Linked DNA regions of Bos taurus: region 1 is linked to region 2. A link is a contact called in public Hi-C data. All regions are on one chromosome and are shown on one strand. The core of a region is the stretch at or near the end of the contact, and the rest is flanking DNA. Distances in the headings are between cores, read along the strand shown.

Region 1 (2,700 bases), core at 62-2,561, 44 kb after region 2:
CCACGCCCCCAGGGGGCTTTCTAAGACCTTGCCCACTGCCCAACCGTTGGGCTACGCCCTCTGGGGGTTCCTAAGCATGCCCTTCCTCTAGAGCGCCCTCGCAGTGGTCCCCAGCCCGAGCTCGCCGCCCACCTGTATGCGTGCGCAGGTGCGCCTTGAGGTGCGAGCTCTTGGTGTAGGTCTTGCCGCAGCCCGCGTAGCTGCAGGTGTGAGTGGCCGTGCGTTTCCGCGGCCAGGACCGGCGGCCGCGCTTGGGCTTGGCCTCCAGCAGCTCCAGCGGAGACGCAGGCGGCGTGAGGAGACCTCGGGCAGCGGGTGGCGCCAAACCCAGAGCCGCGGCGGCGGCGGCCGCGTCGTCAAAGAGACCGAAGGCGGCGGGCGCGGACGGCGCGTAATGCAGGCTGGGCCCGGGCGCGCCGAAGCCAGGGCCGCCGAAGGGAGGCGGGAAGGGGGCGCGCGGGCCGGGTGCAGGCAGGCGCGCGGGGCCATCGGGACTGAGCGGTGGCGTGTCGGCCGGTGGCGGGGGCCGGCCCCCGGGGCCTCGCATGCACGCGGCTGCCGGGCCCGGGGCACCCTCGCGCTTGAGGCCCCGTGGTCCGCGGGCCAGGCCGGGCGGGCAGCCGTAGCCGCCGCCGCCACCGTCCGCCTCGGGGGGCTCAGCCTTCACCAGGCGGCCCGGCGGCGCCAGCAGAAAGCGACCGTGCAGCGCGGGTCCCGGTGGCACGTCCAGTTCGGGCCGCAGCAGCTCGGACACCAAACCGCCCGCGGGGGCGCCATAGGGAGGCGGCGCGCCAGGGTCCGGGTAGTAGAACGCAGGCGGCGGGGGCGGCGGGGGCGGCGGGGGCTCTGGGGCGGACTCAGTTCCCAGACCGTCCAGCCCCATGGACAGGATGAAGTCCAACACGCTGTTGAGGTCGTCGTCGGTGCCGCCTGCCTCGGGCTCGGTGCGCGGCCAGCGCTGCGGGTGACAGGGCGATAGGCGCGGGCGTGAGCGCGCGGTGGGGCGGAGATCGCGGCCCGCTACCCGCCTTCCATTACCCTGAGCCCGCAGTGCCTGCCGCCTGCGTTCTCCTACCCCGCAGCCCACGTTCTGCTACCCTGAGCCAGCCGCCCCCGCCGCCCGCGGTCCCTGCCGCCCTCACCTCCTGCAGGCCGCGCTCCCGGCACGGGCTAGCGAAAGTGGAGAAGGACGGGAGGATGGGCTCGCTCAGCGCCATGGTTGGGACTTGGGGCTGACGCGGACTCGGGACACCGGTGAGTGGCTGCCCGAAGCCGGGCTGGTCGGGGCGCGGGCGGGCGGGGACGGCTCTGCGGGCCGCGGCCGGGCCCGCCCAAGCCTTATAGGCGCGGCGCGCGCGGGGGCCGGGCCAAGGCGGCGGCGGCGGAAACGCGTCCCGGATGGGGACGAGCTCCGGGCGCAGCCTAAATTTAGCCGCGGTATATAAGCCGGCGGGCGGCGGCGGCCGTGGCCACTGAGGCCGCCAGGGCCCTGCACGGCCGGCTCGGCCCCTAGCGCAAGCAGCCAGGCCGCTCCCCCACCCCGGGCCCGCCCCCGCCCGTCTCCCAGGCGACGGCGTCAACACACGCTCCACAACAGCAGCGTGACGCTCAGGGATCCCCGCTGTCCCGTCCTGGGCTCCCGCCTGCGTGAGGACCCGGAGCGGGGGATGGCATCGGGGACCCGGGACTGTGAATGGACCGGGATCCCCGACGGATGGGGAAATGGGCCCCGCAGTCACAGAAGGGTCCCCAGAATCCTTGATGGATGGGGGTAATGGGTCTGGCGAGCTCAGGGTGGTGTTCCCTCGACTCCTGATGGATGGAGAGACTCTGCGGCTCATTTCCTTGGGACCCACCAAGCCCTGATCACTGCTAGGCCCACCACTCTGCTTTCATGATGATATCAAGAAGTGTTAAATTTTTGAGACTCTCCGTCTCAAAGAAGCCCTTCAGGGAGGGGAAACTGAGATTCCGGACGTGCTGGGAGAGGCTTGAGGTCTGACAGCTGTCCACAGGCTTCGTGCCTTTTCTGACTCATGTAAGTGAACAGACTCAAGACAAGGAATCTGACAACACAGACCCAGAACCAGCGGGGCCAGTGGCAACAAGCCTCCCCTGGGAGCATCTTAAACACGGCCTCCTAGGTGCCCCACACCATGCTTGACGACCTGCCAGGAAGGGACTGTCCCTTCTGCTGTTACTGTGTGCTGTTCTCTGTGGGCACTGGGAACGCATTTGCCAACAGGCAGACAAATCCCTGCCCTCGAGGCTTTCACTGTAATGGGGGGTGGGGAGGAGATGTCAAATGAAGGACTATTTGGGGGAAAGCAGGGGCCGGAGATAGGTAGTGAGTGTGTGTGAAACGGAGAGAGAGAATGTGTGGAATTTTGAACCTCACCCAAGAGGAGATGTGTGAGTCAAGATGTGGGGGAAAGGGGAGCCCAAGTGGGTATCAAAGGGAGAGTATCTCATGGTGTAACCTGGAGCCAGTATCCAGCCTTGATCTCTTGATACCAGCACCCACGTTCAGGCTTGGAGGTGTCCATAATCAGGTAGAGTCCCACGGCCAGGTGGGGAGGGGTGCAGGCAGCTCCTAACCTGAAAACCTTCCCTGGGGTCAGGAGACTTTGTCACGGATAGCATCTGGACCCCCAACCCCCACCAAAGCCCAGGGCCACTGCAGGGGGACCACCTTGCCAT
Region 2 (2,700 bases), core at 181-2,680:
ACTGTGGCTTTTCTTACATACACAGCTTCATACCCACACTCCAGAAACCATGAGGAAGGAGCAGGCTCACCTTCACCACTCTGTATGGGAAATGGGTCTGATTGAGCACACGCCCACTCGAGGCTCACCTGGAGGGGACCCAGAGCTTCTGGAACCCCACCAGGTCTTTGTGTCTGGAGTCAGCTCCGACGTGTGAGGCCAGGAGAGGCGAGTCTGATGCTGCCTCCCTCGGGCATCTGGGTCCCCTGTCCTGCTAGCATCCCAGGAGGATGCTTGATCAGACTGGTTGCACGTTCTGGCTGCTTCCGTTTCCCGGAGGGGCTCTGGGCAAGTGTCTTAACCTTGCCGAGCCTGTTTCCCCACCTGAACTCGGGCGCACCTGTGGCCTAGCGTGTGGCCTCTCTGGTAAGTGCCTTGCACAGCTGATGAGCGTCGTGACGAGTGTGGTGTGTACCCACCAACCCGGCCCTGGGATACAGGGACCAGGACTCAGGGCCCTCCTTCCCCGGGGAAAGACAGAGGCTGGGCCTGAGGCTGTCATATGCGTACAGGGAGTTCTCAAGGGATCCTTTTCCCCCATGAGTTGGCAGTTTAGCAGAAATCTTTGCAGCCGAAAAAAAATAGCGTGGGTAGTTGAACTTCAAAGAGGGCTCCAGGGTCCTCTCTGGCAAAGCTCAGCTGTCGTCACTCGTGTGGGACCAGGTGGATGTTTGGGTCTGAGTTAACTCCTGGCTTTGGGGATGCCAGCCTTATGCCCCAGAGGCTGCAGTGTTCACAGCCTGTGGGAGCTGAGTTTTGGTTGCATCTTTAAGTTTGATGAAAGATTAGCTGACATGAAATCAACACACAGCGTCAGCCTGTGGAGTCACGATGGGGATCCCACCAGCCGGGAGCCTCACCAGGGTTCTCTGGGAAAGAGTTCTGGCATCCGAGGCGCATGACTGGAGCAGCCCTCAGGCCGGCCATCTGCTCTGACCCAGGCCAGAAAGCTTTGCTCGAGAACCTTTGAGAATCACCCTCTGGGGCAGTACATGGCGCTCTGGAGTTGGCACTGAGTTCTCTGAGCCCAGAGGTGTTTTCTAGAAAGGTCTATCAAGGTATGCAGTAACAAGCAGGTGTCTGTTTGGGTAGAGACTTGGTTTCTTCTAGGCAGATGCAAAACAGACCACTCTGGCAGCCGCCGAAACCTGTCAGTTAGAATTAGCGCTGGTACACCTCCCCCAGGTAAACAGCGGTGTGCTCTCTGCAACGGACCGGAGATCGAGATCAGTCAGAACTCACCGCCGAAGAGTTTCTAGGTAAAAGTTGTTGATTTGCAAAGGGAGAAACAGATTTTTTTTTCAAGTGCAGGAAATGGCTGTGTGGGTGTCAGTGATTGGGCCCTCGCGCCTGCGGCGACAGATAGCGGGATCCTGTGCCCTGGGCCCCACCCTTGCCACTTCCTGTAAGCGCAGCCCCACATTGCGGTTCCTGCAGCGCCTGGGTGACACCAGCTAGCGTGCCTTCACCGCTAACCAGCCAGTCACCTTTAACCTCTCCCCAGTTTAATTATTATTACAGCTAATGACCTTTTCACCTGCAGAATAAAGCCACGCACACTCTGGTGGTGTCTTTCTGCCCCCTCCCCCTTCTCAGTATCCTTCCAACCCATACCAGACAACGGGATACTATTTAATAACTAGGGTCCTGTTTGATTCAAGTGATTCTGAAAAAATAAATAAATCATCATTTCTCCCCTGGAACCCGAGTCCCCTCCCACATCTGTGACTGACCCCACGTGGTAACAGAACAGGGTCACAGAAGGTGGCATCTTTCTTCTGGCGCCTTTCTGGTGTCTGCCCGCCCCCGGGGCCGGCCCATCCGCCCGGTGGTCAGCTTGGCCGTCCCGGGAGCTGCCACCCGGGAGCCAGCTGCAGAGGAAGCCTCGGGCCCCTCCGTGGCGCCAGCCGGGGTGTGTGCCCGGCTCTGAGAGGCCAGGCAGCGTGGCGTGAAACCAGGGCGGTTAAGCAGTGCCCCTGTGGATCCCAACCCCTTGTTTATTGCGCAGGATCCACTCTGAAAATGGCTTCTCCAGTTGAGCCGTAGCGGTTAGCACCTCGGCCTTGAACTTAACTACTTGAATTCCGTTCCCACGATGATTTCAGAGAGATAATTCAGTGGGTACATGTGATAGTTCTAGAACAGGACAAATGCAGTTCATTGCCAGCTCGAATGTGGAAAAATGCGACAGTTGCCGGCCAGCCAGGGTTGGGGTGCTCCAGGGTCGGGGAGCTCCAGGGAACCTCAGGCACCCAGCCTGGTGGAGCCCTCCTTTTCCCGTGGGCTGCCCCCCACCCCCGCCGCCTATCAGGAGCGTCCGTGCTGGGACTGGGCAGGACCCCTGACCACAGTGCTCATGAGCCGGCTCCTGGCCAAGGAAAGAAAGTCACTTTCCTCTCAGCTTCTTAAGGTGTGAAACGCCTGGAGACGAATTGTTCTCTGGGGTGAATTTCTGTTTTGCAAAGTCGGCCGAGTTTGAAAATAGAAGCGTTTGCCTGCCTTAGCCCACGCCCGCCCTCCTGCACCCAGAGTCGCGTGGTGGATTGAGTGGGAGTTCAGTGACACGCTTGTCACCTGTTGTATAGCGGGGTGAAAGTGCCCAGACCTGGGGGGCCTGGAGCAGAGGAGTCGGGGCTCAGCCTGCTGGGGTCTGGGGGGCTT

What was found. Hi-C and Micro-C count contacts between places; a contact is called where the count stands out from the background.
Region 1: a Hi-C map of an unstated tissue shows a contact between it and region 2, with 5 times the contacts expected there. The contact joins the promoter of KLF2 here to the enhancer-like site in region 2. A contact is called at or near these places in 4 of 11 Hi-C or Micro-C datasets (blood, liver, skin fibroblasts and 1 more).

The regions. Positions count from the first base shown.
Region 1 is chr7:6,685,836-6,688,535 of ARS-UCD2.0, forward strand. KLF2 (KLF transcription factor 2) reads right to left here and starts at 1,312. Exons shown (of 3, transcript XM_024994816.2): 1 at 1,143-1,312; 2 at 133-958. The coding sequence starts at 1,217.
Region 2 is chr7:6,641,696-6,644,395 of ARS-UCD2.0, forward strand. The region is part of intron 21 of EPS15L1 (epidermal growth factor receptor pathway substrate 15 like 1); the gene reads left to right. Among named protein-coding and RNA genes, the nearest start is that of KLF2, 44 kb to the right of the region's middle. Within about 2 kb of position 1,431, at least 16 of the 102 cell types and tissues checked have an H3K27ac peak or open chromatin away from gene starts, as enhancers often do. A contact at or near this core is called in blood and liver, where this site is marked.